Linked DNA regions of Pan troglodytes: region 2 is linked to region 1. A link is a contact called in public Hi-C data. All regions are on one chromosome and are shown on one strand. Each heading gives the region's core, a stretch centred on a gene start, on an enhancer-like site or on the middle of the called end of the contact. The rest is flanking DNA. Distances are from core to core; before and after follow the strand shown.

The links. A called contact is a pair of places that touch in the nucleus more often than the background predicts.
Region 2: a contact with region 1 is called in a Hi-C map of stem cell-derived neural progenitor cells, with 2.7 times the contacts expected there. The contact joins two enhancer-like sites. A contact is called at or near these places in 2 of 7 Hi-C or Micro-C datasets (induced pluripotent stem cells and stem cell-derived neural progenitor cells).

The regions. Positions count from the first base shown.
Region 1 is chr5:174,947,115-174,952,718 of NHGRI_mPanTro3-v2.0_pri, forward strand. All of the region lies in intron 3 of PACRG (parkin coregulated), which reads left to right. Among named protein-coding and RNA genes, the nearest start is that of PRKN, 130 kb to the left of the region's middle. Within about 2 kb of position 2,692, at least 19 of the 24 cell types and tissues checked have an H3K27ac peak or open chromatin away from gene starts, as enhancers often do. A contact at or near this core is called in stem cell-derived neural progenitor cells, where this site is marked.
Region 2 is chr5:175,265,858-175,271,461 of NHGRI_mPanTro3-v2.0_pri, forward strand. All of the region lies in intron 5 of PACRG (parkin coregulated), which reads left to right. LOC129144418 (a long non-coding RNA gene) reads right to left here. Exons shown (of 2, transcript XR_008548857.2): 2 at 3,473-5,166. Among named protein-coding and RNA genes, the nearest start is that of QKI, 230 kb to the right of the region's middle. Within about 2 kb of position 2,439, at least 6 of the 24 cell types and tissues checked have an H3K27ac peak or open chromatin away from gene starts, as enhancers often do. A contact at or near this core is called in stem cell-derived neural progenitor cells, where this site is marked.

The DNA of each region.
Region 1 (5,604 bases), core at 1,442-3,941:
AAAACCATCTGTGTGTTTGTTTAACCAGTAGAATTGAAAGATGTTTTGACTTTGCTCCAGGAATTAGAGTTCCATGTGACCTCCAGATAATGCTCTCTGACACATAATCAGGCCTCATAGAGAAGGAATTAAAAAGCAAGCATTACAGATCCTACATTATTATTATTATTTTTTGGTTTGAGACTGACTTTATTTCTCTCCAAAAAGAAATTAAAGCAAATATTTGTGTATGCAGTTTTAAAACCTATATTTGTTTTGATAGATGGTGTAACTGACATTCATTGGTATGTACGCATGAGAGTATGACTAAAAAGGCCTCTGTACGGCTAGTTATAAACCTTTCAGTTTAGTCTGTGGCTGTACCAGCTAGGCCTACTATGAATTGTGTTTGATTCCGACTTCACCTAAATGAGCCTGATGACACGTGTGAAAAGCCCCACTTCGCTGGTTTTAGCACAGCTGTCCCTTCAGCAGACCGTGACTTGCCATTGAATTTCACATGGGTGGTCCCTTTGGAGGTGCACAGAGTCCGAAAAGCGTTTCTTCCGCCCTTTCTCTTACCACCGTATCCTTGCGCTCTTACTAGAGCAGCCGCTGCAGCAGCATCGCTTCTACGCTGTGCCCTGCGAGCGCACCTGGCTTGGTCGCTGCTGAAGTGGCTGAATCTTAGGAGCAGAGGACTCCCCACGCAGTCTCATGTGAACCATGATTCCTTCGTTCACTCCCAGCCCTGCTGTTAACTAGCTGTGTGATCTTGAGCAAGCTGTTGCTGCCTTCTCAGACTCGGCGTAAGCTGGAGATAATGCCCAGCGCTGACACCTGGTAGAGCTGTTGTAAGGATTAGGTGGAGGAGTGCCTGTAAAACACTTAGCACCCTATCTGGCACACAAAAAGAACACAGTACATGATGATCGTGTTATAATTGTGATTGATGACACTGATGAAATTAGTAGGAAAAGTCTCTGTCAGCCCTTCAGGCCTTCAGTTTAGACTAATTCCTAATCTTATAGAGACTCTTCTTTTTTGCGTATCAGAGATGTAAGTATTGTAAATGTGTCTTAAATTATATCTTATTATCTGATGAAGGAATTATTATAGCCATCTGTCTTAAACTGTTATTCTAAGAAAAAAAAATGGAGAAAGAAGAAATACAGAGTGAGGGACTTAAAAATATTGAAATGGCTTTCAAAATAAAATAATCCCAAAATATGGTACGAGACAACAGAGAGATCAGAGAAGCAAATAGCCAGGAAGAAGCTCTCCTGTCAATTTGAATGTAACTTATGACAAGGGACATGGGAATAGATACCCCCAATCGTCCCAGCGGCGTGTGTTCCCACCCCAGCTTCCCAGCGCCCCAACTCCCTGCTTCTGGGAAGTTTAGTCATGTTTTCTCCACTGGAGATGCCTCCATAGGGCGTAGCAGTTCCTGGAGCACAGTGGACACTGGGTGGGAGACAGGTGATTTAACTGGCCTTCCTTGGGCACCAGTGAACAGATGTTGTTGCTAGTCAGTTATGGCCCCTTCTCACGGAGTCCAGGTTCAGGTTCTGCCCCTCATTTCTCAGACAGCGTCCCAGGCCACCTCCACCCATGCCGGACTTTATGCCTTCCTTGACCGGGAGGGCCACTTATCCTTGTTCAGGTCCAAAGCTGCGAGTTTGAGTTTTGTTGTTGTTGTTATTATTGTTGTGTTTAGAGACTTGGTCTGGCTCTGTCACCCAGGCTGGAGTGCAGGGGTGTGATTACAGCTCACTGCGGCCTCGAACTTCTAGGATCAAAAGAGATCCTCCCACCTCAGCCTCCCGAGTAGCTGGGACTACAGTAGCGTGCCACCATGCCCGGTAATTTTTTAAATTTTTTGTAGAGATAGGGTCTCACTCTTTTGTCCAGTCTGGTCTTGAACTCCTGGCCTCAAGCTATCTTCCCACTTCGGCCTCCCAAAGTGCTGGGATTATAGGCATGAGCCACCGCACCTGGCCTAAAAGTGCATTGTGCATATAGCCGTGGAAGTGCTGAATTGTATTGTTATCAGGTACTTTAATAGTGATACATTTAACCGGCTGTGTGGCCTTGGGAGAGTCATTTCAACATGATGAAGGTCCAAGCCCAGGAGATGATCAGAGAATCATCCCGAGTCTCCTGCAGCCCTGGAGCATCTTCTGGTAGCAAATAATATAAACAGGTATCTTAATAGGTGAGCGGCACGTCTCGAAGAAAAAAATCTCTCCACACAAATGGTAAAGGTCTTGAAGGAGCACCAGATCTGTAGCGCGTGCAGCACCACACTTTTCATATATGATGTGATTAGTGTAAATGAGTAGTTGATTTTGCTTCATAAGTCAAATGATGATTCTTTTACAAATAGCCGTTTGAATAATTCTTTACACCTGCTACTTAGCCATAGTTTTGCTGGAAGGATTGAGTTTTCTTCTGAAGACACAGCACTACTCTGAAGCTTATTTCCCCCTGAATTTTGTTTTTCCCATTTTTGGCTGAGAAGGCATCTGGAGTGACTCCAGCGGGTTTACCTAGGTTTTCCCTGAAGAGGTTTAGGTGATTAGACAATAACAGAAGGAAAAGTAGAGTTGCCAGTAGGTGGCTCACTGTGAATGTGCTTGGGACAGGATCAGACATGTCACCCCTCCTCCACTTAGCCTTTGTTTTCAATCCCTGCTGCTTTGAGCCTTTTTCTATAATGTCTGAGTCATTTGCAGGGGGGTGGGTAAAGAGGGGAGAAAGAAGAAAGCAAGCAAGCAACAGCCTTTGAGCTCCGGAATAGCAAAGGCCCCCATCTTGCTCCGAGAGTTCACAGAGTATAGCCCAGTCCGAGTTCTCTTTTCCATGCACACTTGCTTGTTCTTTTGTTCCTTGTGTCCTTGGCAAAGACTGAAAGAACTAAGCCTGTAATACTTGGGCCCTCCCGTGTCACTTAAGAAATAATAAGCCATTGTCCTCATTAAGCCACCCTTGTTTTAGCAAATAGAATCCAGATACTGGAGAGGGAACATTTTGAAGGGAGGCAGAATTAGAGTAGAGATGCTTTACAAAATTCCCTAGAGAAACTGCTTTGTTTCTCCTATTTTATTGCTCCTTACTGAGAAGATTCATATTCAAATGGGTTGGGGTTGTGAATAGTGGCTTGCACATTCTCATGCACCCAGGAAGGCTATGATTATGGCTAATTACAATGAAGAATGAAGCTCTAACAAGAGTGTTCCATCAGATTGTCATTCATGCATGAAGTAACTTAGGCTGGCCAATGGAGGTGTGATTTTGGTAATTACAAACAATGTGGCTATTTGAAAAATGCTTAGTAAATCTGTTCAAGACAAAATAAGGTCTAATTAATCACTTTAGCTCTGAATTCTCCAGATGATCCATTTGCTCTGTTTTTTTTTTTTAAATTTAAGGTCTCTTTAATAAACTAGATCTAAGATATAAAATATGTTCTTGTTGCCCACACTTAAATGCAACTGTGTTACCTGTTTCAAAGGCTTCTTAATTCTGCCAATCATGTTGCAACCTGCTTTTAATGCAACTTGACAGAAGGCTTTTAAAAATAAATGCGTGTATATTCTTCTTGTTACCTGACAAGAAAATGGTTTATGAAAAGTTACTGTAAAACATTAACTATTAATTTAGAAGCCATATTGGTATCATCATTGTGCTGACATATATTAACTCTTGAATATTCGGTGAATGTTGTGTTTAGCACTTAAGTAATGTCTAACTATATGTATTAGTTTGTTTTCACACTGCTATAAAGAACTACCTGAGACTGCATAATTTCTAAACAAAAGAGTTTTAATTTACTCACAGTTCCACATGGCGGGGGAGGCCTCAGGAAACTTAACAATCACAGTGGAAGGCAAAGGGGAAGCAAGGCATATCTTACATGGCAGCAGGAGAGAGATAGAGAAGGCGGAAGTGCCACACTTTTAAACCATCAGATCTCATGAGAACTCACTCGCTATTATGAGAACAGCATGGGGGAACTGCCCCCAAGATCCAGTCATCTCCCACCAAGTCCCTCCTTTGACCCATGGGTATAACAATTCAAGATGAGATTTGGGTGGGGACACAGAGCCAAACCAATCACTATATTATAGGGGAGAAAAAGTAATATATTTTCCTTACCTATCACAAGGTTCGTGGCTGAGACCCTTAGAGCAAAGGACAGAGTAACAAGAGAAAAACATCACATTTATTTAATAGAGGTTATGTGACGTGGGAGCCTTCAGAAATGGAGACCCAAAGAAACAGAGATGTGTGTACTTTTATGGACAGGCATGCAGAAGTAAGACTGGAGGATGAAATGGCATGCTCCGATCGGTACAAACTGGGGGCAACTCAGGGAGACCTGATTGCCCAGTTTCTTCTCCGTGTTCCTGAGTGACATTCCTTCCCTCCTGGTATAGGGCAGTACTCCTGTCACATGAGGTCTTCAGGGAAGAAGTGAGGCAGCAGGTCAAAGAGTGGCCTTCCCTGCGGTCATGGCCTGTTTTAGGGAAGAAGGGGTGGAGGGAATTCTAGTTTCCATGCCTACTTCAGGAGACAGAGGACAGGAGAAGTCACAGAGACCCTCCTGCTTCTGCGGCGTTTTCCGTTTTCTTGAGCTTAACACAGTACACAAAGGTGCTATATTTTGGAGTATCATGTTCTGAGCCCCAAAAATATTCTACCTTAAATAATTGGAGGCCTCCATGAAGGCACAATGATGACATAGGAACTTATGCCTCTCTATCATTTTTTTTTCAGTAGATGATTGAAGCGAAGCTGTTTTATGCTTGTCTCTTTTCCCATTTGCCATTTTTGTACCTTTGTTCTCTCACCTAAAAATAGACTAATAAATGGCCAGAGTTGTTGCAAGAAATGTACAATGATAAAAACATCTAATTATTGGTTTTAAATGCATCAATCTTCAATTTCTTTTAAATGTCTACTAGAATGAAATCTGCCCAACTATCTGAGGAGTTTTGTTATTTTTAACTTATTTGGTTTCTATACATGAACCCAAAGGAACTACCTTTTCCTAATTGAATTAGCAGGGCTAGAAATTCAACTCAGCACACGTTTAACTGAGGAGTATCAGGGTTCAGAACATGCTACCCCAAAATGTGACACCTCGGAGGTCACTCTCTCACCTTCTCCCTCCCTCCTTTCCTTCATCTTCCTTTCTCCCCTGAGGAGGTTCATAGAAACCAAAATTTCTCTTTGCCAAAGCAAACCATAAAACCTAGAAAGGCCAATTTCTGACCTTCTCCTTTCTCCCCTGAAGACCCTCAAGTGATAGGTGTCTTGCCCTGATCAGAAAGGCCAAGAAGAAGCTAAACAAATAAGCCTTGCAGAGCCCCCCCAGTTTAGTACATTAAGTCGTACCCCCTTTTTGTCCAGTCACATTTCTATACAACTGTACATTTTTCCTGGAACCTACGCAAAAAAAATTACATAGTTTTTCCTGGGTCTTTGGGTCTTAATTTCAGAAGGCACCTTCCTGTGTCACAGAAAACTTTTGTTACATAAATTTTTTTATGCTTTTCTCTTGTTAATCCGCCTTCTGTTATAGGAGTCTCCGCCACGACTCTTGTAGCTGGTGAGGAA
Region 2 (5,604 bases), core at 1,189-3,688, 320 kb after region 1:
GAGCTCTTTCTTTAAAAAGGCTGAATTTTATCTCCTTTTATAGAATTAAAGTTTTTACTTTTCATTTGTGATGAGCTGAATTTTCAGGCTGATGAAATAAGTCGCTGATATTTGCCACACAGGACTTAATCAAAAAGAAGCTTAGGTTTCAGTGGTGGGTTTCCTTTTTGGGCATGGACCGTGGTTTTATAGTGGAAAGCTTTGTAGCTTGGCTCACACTGATGTCCTGCTGCTCCTCACATGTGCGTCTTATCTTGGAGGCTGGGCTCCTCCGTAGGTTCTCCTGCCGACAAGCGAGACAGAAAGGAGGCGGCAGCTGGGGGAACTCAGCCTTCCTTCCCACCACACCTGCACCTTGCTGAGCCACTGCTCCCAAGACGAGGCACAGAATTCCCAGAGCAGCCTGGCTTCAACCTACTCATGTGGTGTTCTTTAAATAAAAAAAAAAAAAAACTTCTGGCAAATCGTGGTGGCTCACGCTTGTAATCCCAACACTTTGGGAGGCTGATGAAGGTGGATTGCTTCAGCCTGGGAAGGAGTTCCAGGCCAGCCTGGGCAACATGGTGAAACCCTGTCTCTATAAAAGAAGTTCAAAAGTAATCCAGGTGTGTTGGCATATGCCTATAGTCCCTGCTACTCGGGAGGCCGAGATGGGAGAATCATCTGAGCCTGGCAGTTTGATGCTGCAGTGAGCCAAATTGTGCCACTGCACTCCAGCTGGAGCAAGAGAGCAAGATCTGTCTCAAAAAAAAAAAAAAAGAAGAAGAATTTTCTTATATCACTAGTTTTCTTGCATGGCGTATGAGTTCCCGTCCACTCTGTAAGCCTTTATAAGTGTTAAGGTGGGATCCAAGTATAAGCTCTGAGTTACTGTCTCATTCTCCCCCGTTCACTTACAGATGACATTCTCGCAGACCAGACCAGCAAGTCTCCTTGCCCAAGGCCATACAGGCAGGAACCGCCAGGCAGCCCGTCCAGTGTCCCAGCCGAGCCCTCCTGGGAGGTTCCTGTGTGCTGGACACATGCCTGGCTGGCTATTACCTGTGTAGTTTATCCAGTGGTTACACTGACTGGAAGTGGTCTTTCTGGAGACGACATTGACTTTGAAATTACTTGCATTATCCAGTGATCAGCTCTGGTCATTGTGATCCTTTCCAAGCCATACATAATTTTGGGTTTTGCTGTGGCTGCTGACCAGCATCTCTGTTTAAGAGACTGAGCTTTGTGCTAGAGATTCTAGTTTTGATGCGTTTCCTAGGCACGCCCACTTCTCCAGTAGAAAGCTAGGAGTGAGTCCCTCACCTAGCTGATCCTTGTGAAGATAAACAGTTCTCTCCATTTGTGTTTAGTGACAAGTATGTTCGTTAAAATATCACGAAGCCTTCACAAGATGTTCTACTAACTAGTTCGAGACACAGCTTGTATACTGTGCACTGAATGAGTTTGCATAGGTTGTTACATAGATTATCATACACCTATAATAAATAGAGTGTGGAAAACACTGCTAAAAAGTTTCAATGAGGACCAGGTGCAGTGGCTCACACTTGTCATCCCAGCACTTCGGGAGGCTGAGGCAGGAGGATCGCTTGAGCCCAGGAATTCAAGGCTGCAGTGAGCTATGATTACACCACTGTACTCTAGCCTGGGCAACAGTGATACTCTGTCTCAAAAAAAATAAAAATAAAAATTCATTGAGTTTAAGAGGGGTTTTTTGTATGGTTACAAAAAAAAGCAGTTTAATTCCTTTACTCTTATGAGCCATTTATTTGGTTCTTCAAACATGTAGAGGCCAAAAAGGCACTGTTTCTTTAGGTTAAAAAAATGGGCAAAAAATCTGATTTTACATTTCTTTTCTCAAAAATTATTCACTAATTATTAACAGCAAATGCTGCGTCTCCTGGAGTCACCAGGCGCCGAGCGTTGTGTGTGTTTCACCCGCGTGGCATTTTCATTCTCATTTCATGTATTTGAAAGCTGGGGCTCCGTACAGTTATGACATTGACCCAGAGTCACTCAGATTGCAAATGACAGAGCCAGGGTGTGAACCCAGATAGGTCAGCCTCAGCCTGAGTGTCTCTAACTCTTCAGGTTAACAGCCTTCTCCGGATACCAAAGCAGCACTAAACCATCTATTCAGCTGTGCGGGCACCTGTGTGGGATAGAAGGGGCTGAGGGATCCTGCTGCCACATTGATAACTATCGCTGGAACCAGGGTCTGAAACCGAGTCAGACTGACCCTGAAACCTATTTGCCTGACCATTTTACTCCCACACCTCGGGCTATCTTGTAAAGGAAGGGTTAAAGAATACATGATGCAACCTCCTGAAACAGGCAGCCTAGGAACTTTGACCCACACACTCAGCCCCGATCTCTGTGGCCACCTCTGTGATCCAGACGGCCGCTTGGGGACAGCAGAGGCTCAGGGGCAGTGAAAAGCAGTACCGGGGCTGGAGATGAAAGAGCCAATTCTCCATTCTTCTGTGAGTCCCCGGAGATGAACACTGTGAACTTGTTCCCAGTCTCTGTGTCTCGTGCCAGCAGCCCTCCCCTCCCCCTTCCAAGGACAAGTCCACCCCCGGAGGATTTGCCCCTGGAAATGGGTCCTCATGGACAGGGGAGAATCAGAGATTATTTGCTTGAGGTGGCAAAAAAAAAAAAATACAGACACATCTCCGGCCAACCCTTTTTATAGATGTATTTTTGTTTTTTACAAACCAAATAGCAGAGTTTGATTATTAGTACGGTAGTTTGGGGTTTTTTCTCATCATTAACAACTTAGTTACTATAAATGTGTTTTAACTCACGGGGAAAAAGTCCAGCATACCATAAAACCTGAGTCCCACCCAGCCAGCTCGGAATGGAAGGCTTCCAAGGCCCGGGAGGCGCTCTCTATCAAGTTGCTGATTCGGGAGATAGCAGTGAATCGGGGTTCCACCACGCCCCCAGAATACTATTCACAGCAGCTTTGTCATTGACCGTTCTCCCTTTTGGACGAGATCTGAAACTTCCAATCACTTCCGATCCTAATAGCGTTACCTCTCTTAGGTAGGGTGTAAGGATTCTTAGTCAAATTTCAACTCAAGTAGGTTACCTAGGAACATTCTTAGGGCTTAACCTACTTAGTTCTTCTTGCGGTTTCAGTTGAAAGTGATAGACTCTTCCAGGCTCTTTGTGTTCCACTGTCCGGTGGTGAAATCACTGCTATCTCTCCCTCCTTAGAGAGCCCACTGCTTCCCACCAATGAGTTCAGTAATTTTTCTTGCCCATTTCCGCAAATTTGTGTTCATAAAATCAGCTGATGGATGAAAGTTACTGAAGAAATTGCTAACAATTTCGAGGCTTTCCTTAAATTGATAGTTTGTTTTACTTTATTCTAGTTCTCAGTGGAAACAAAAGGCAAGAATGATCTTTGGAATATTCTGTTTACAAAATCAACCCAAACAAGATATAGATGAGACTCATTGTCTTCCTCCAGAATAACAATCGCCTTTAATTTCTGTGCTGCTGAAACAGTCACAAGAGTCATGATAGATCCAGAAAGAGACCCTTGGTGCTTCATGTGGTATCTTTCTTTAGTACGGGTCTCTTTTACATTCAGCAGGTTTCATTAGAAAAAAGAATTTCAAAGTATTTCATTAACAAAATTGAGAAAATGCGTATTTAAACATTGACATCCTTATGAAAGAGTAATTTGTTACATAAATGTGGCATTTTCACCTATGTTACCTCATTCAATCTTCAGAACTAATCTTAAGTTGCAATTTCACAATTTTATAGACAAGGAAATGGAAACTCATAGATGTTAATTCACTCGTTCCGGGCCACGGAGGTGTACTTTTTAGAGCATAGTCTTATTTAATGGTCTTGACTCTAAGTCCAAAATAGAGGCCTCCACTTTGCTGAGCACCAAAAGAGCGGGAGATGAGTCAGTGTGTGAGTCCCAAGAGGAAGAGAATCTGCGGGTCCTTAGCAGTTAAGGAAGCGTCATGAAACATTTCTTGAAGAATGGATAGGATTTAAATAGTTTAGAAGATGCCGTCTTGAAACTATGTGGGTGATCCAGGTTGCATGAGCAACAAATATTTGTTGGACAATTGAAGAGTGAATGAATGAGGACGGAGGGTGTCTGAGATCAGGAAAATGATCTGGGAAGGTATGAAGGCAAACATTCCCACGACGTGTTCAGGGAACAATGACTAGGAGCCACTGGCTCTAAGAGAGTGTCCATCTGGACAAGTAGAGAGAGATGGACTGCCATGGGTGCTCTGGGGGCTCGAAGGGCATGGAAGGGCATGGAAGGCCAGGCTAAAAAGTGTTGATTTTGCCTTACAGATTAGGTCAGGTCTTCATTGCTTTTGACTAAGGAACTTTATCCTGAAGACAAGATCATGGGAAATCATTGACAACTTGTAGGACATGATATGACCAAACTCAGTGTTTTAGAAAGATGAGCAGGGAGTGAAGCACAAAACAGATGAAGAGTGTGTGTTGACTCTGGTTTTAGGAACTCACCCTGTGCCTCTCTAAAGCTTCTGTCAGCTCTTCCCATCAGTGGGAAGCAGATTTAGAGGCCAAGCTGCCTAGAAGACATAGGGTTAAAGAAAAAAAAAAAGGAAGAAAAAGAAATGCACCTTTAAAATTTCCCAACCTTGATTTATACCTACAGAGATGTATGTGTGGTCACTCCTTTTATTAGGGTTTTTAAGCTAATCAGTAGGCTTGACTAAAGAATTGTAAAACTTTCACTACAAGAAAAATTAAAAGAAGTCATTTCCTGTATCTAAAATGATCACGTATACTTCTGAAATTAGGAAAACGCAGGCCAATGATAAAAATATAACTGTAACGAAACTGTAGGTTTTTTACTGATTGTATTACACAATATTTCTTTTTGGATTCTTAATACAAAGCAATGCAACACTGATTTGGTTTAAAGTAAAATATGGAGAGATTCTTGTCCTGTAGGAAGCTCATCACTCTAATGGGTGTCTTACTCACTGGAACAGTATTTTGGCTGTACTGGAGCACATCGAAAGGAATGAGATTTAGCTTTGCCAAACTTCCACTGTGAAAGAGTTTGCTATAACAGTGTTTTATTTTATTCTTATTGAACTTCAGCCAGTTGAAAATAGAATCTCCTCACCATCCTTTTAAATTAGCCTTAAGCTGCAGATAAAAGACAAAAATCAATGTGCAAATTTAGCTCCTTGTGCTCGGTTCCTTAAGAAATTTACCCCGGTGCTAATATGCAGGATGCATAGATAATAGAACATAGAGTAACTGGAAGTTTTAAAGTAGCATTTCTTGTTCAGTTTAGGTCTACTTAAGAGTCTGGTAAATCCTGTACATAAATTGTTTCTTTAATGCTACATTAAAGACAGTGCATCTCTTTATACTGTCCATACTAGCACAGTAACACTGCCCCTGATAACATTTCATGTGGCCATGACAAATTATGGTGAAATTTTCAGTGTCCAATTGGAATGGAAATTGCTAGAAAAAAGCGGTGCCTAAATAATGGTGCAATTCTATTTATTCCATTTCACTAAGAATTACTAAGGGCTTCGAAAACCCAAATCGAAAAAGGAAGCACATAAACAATGT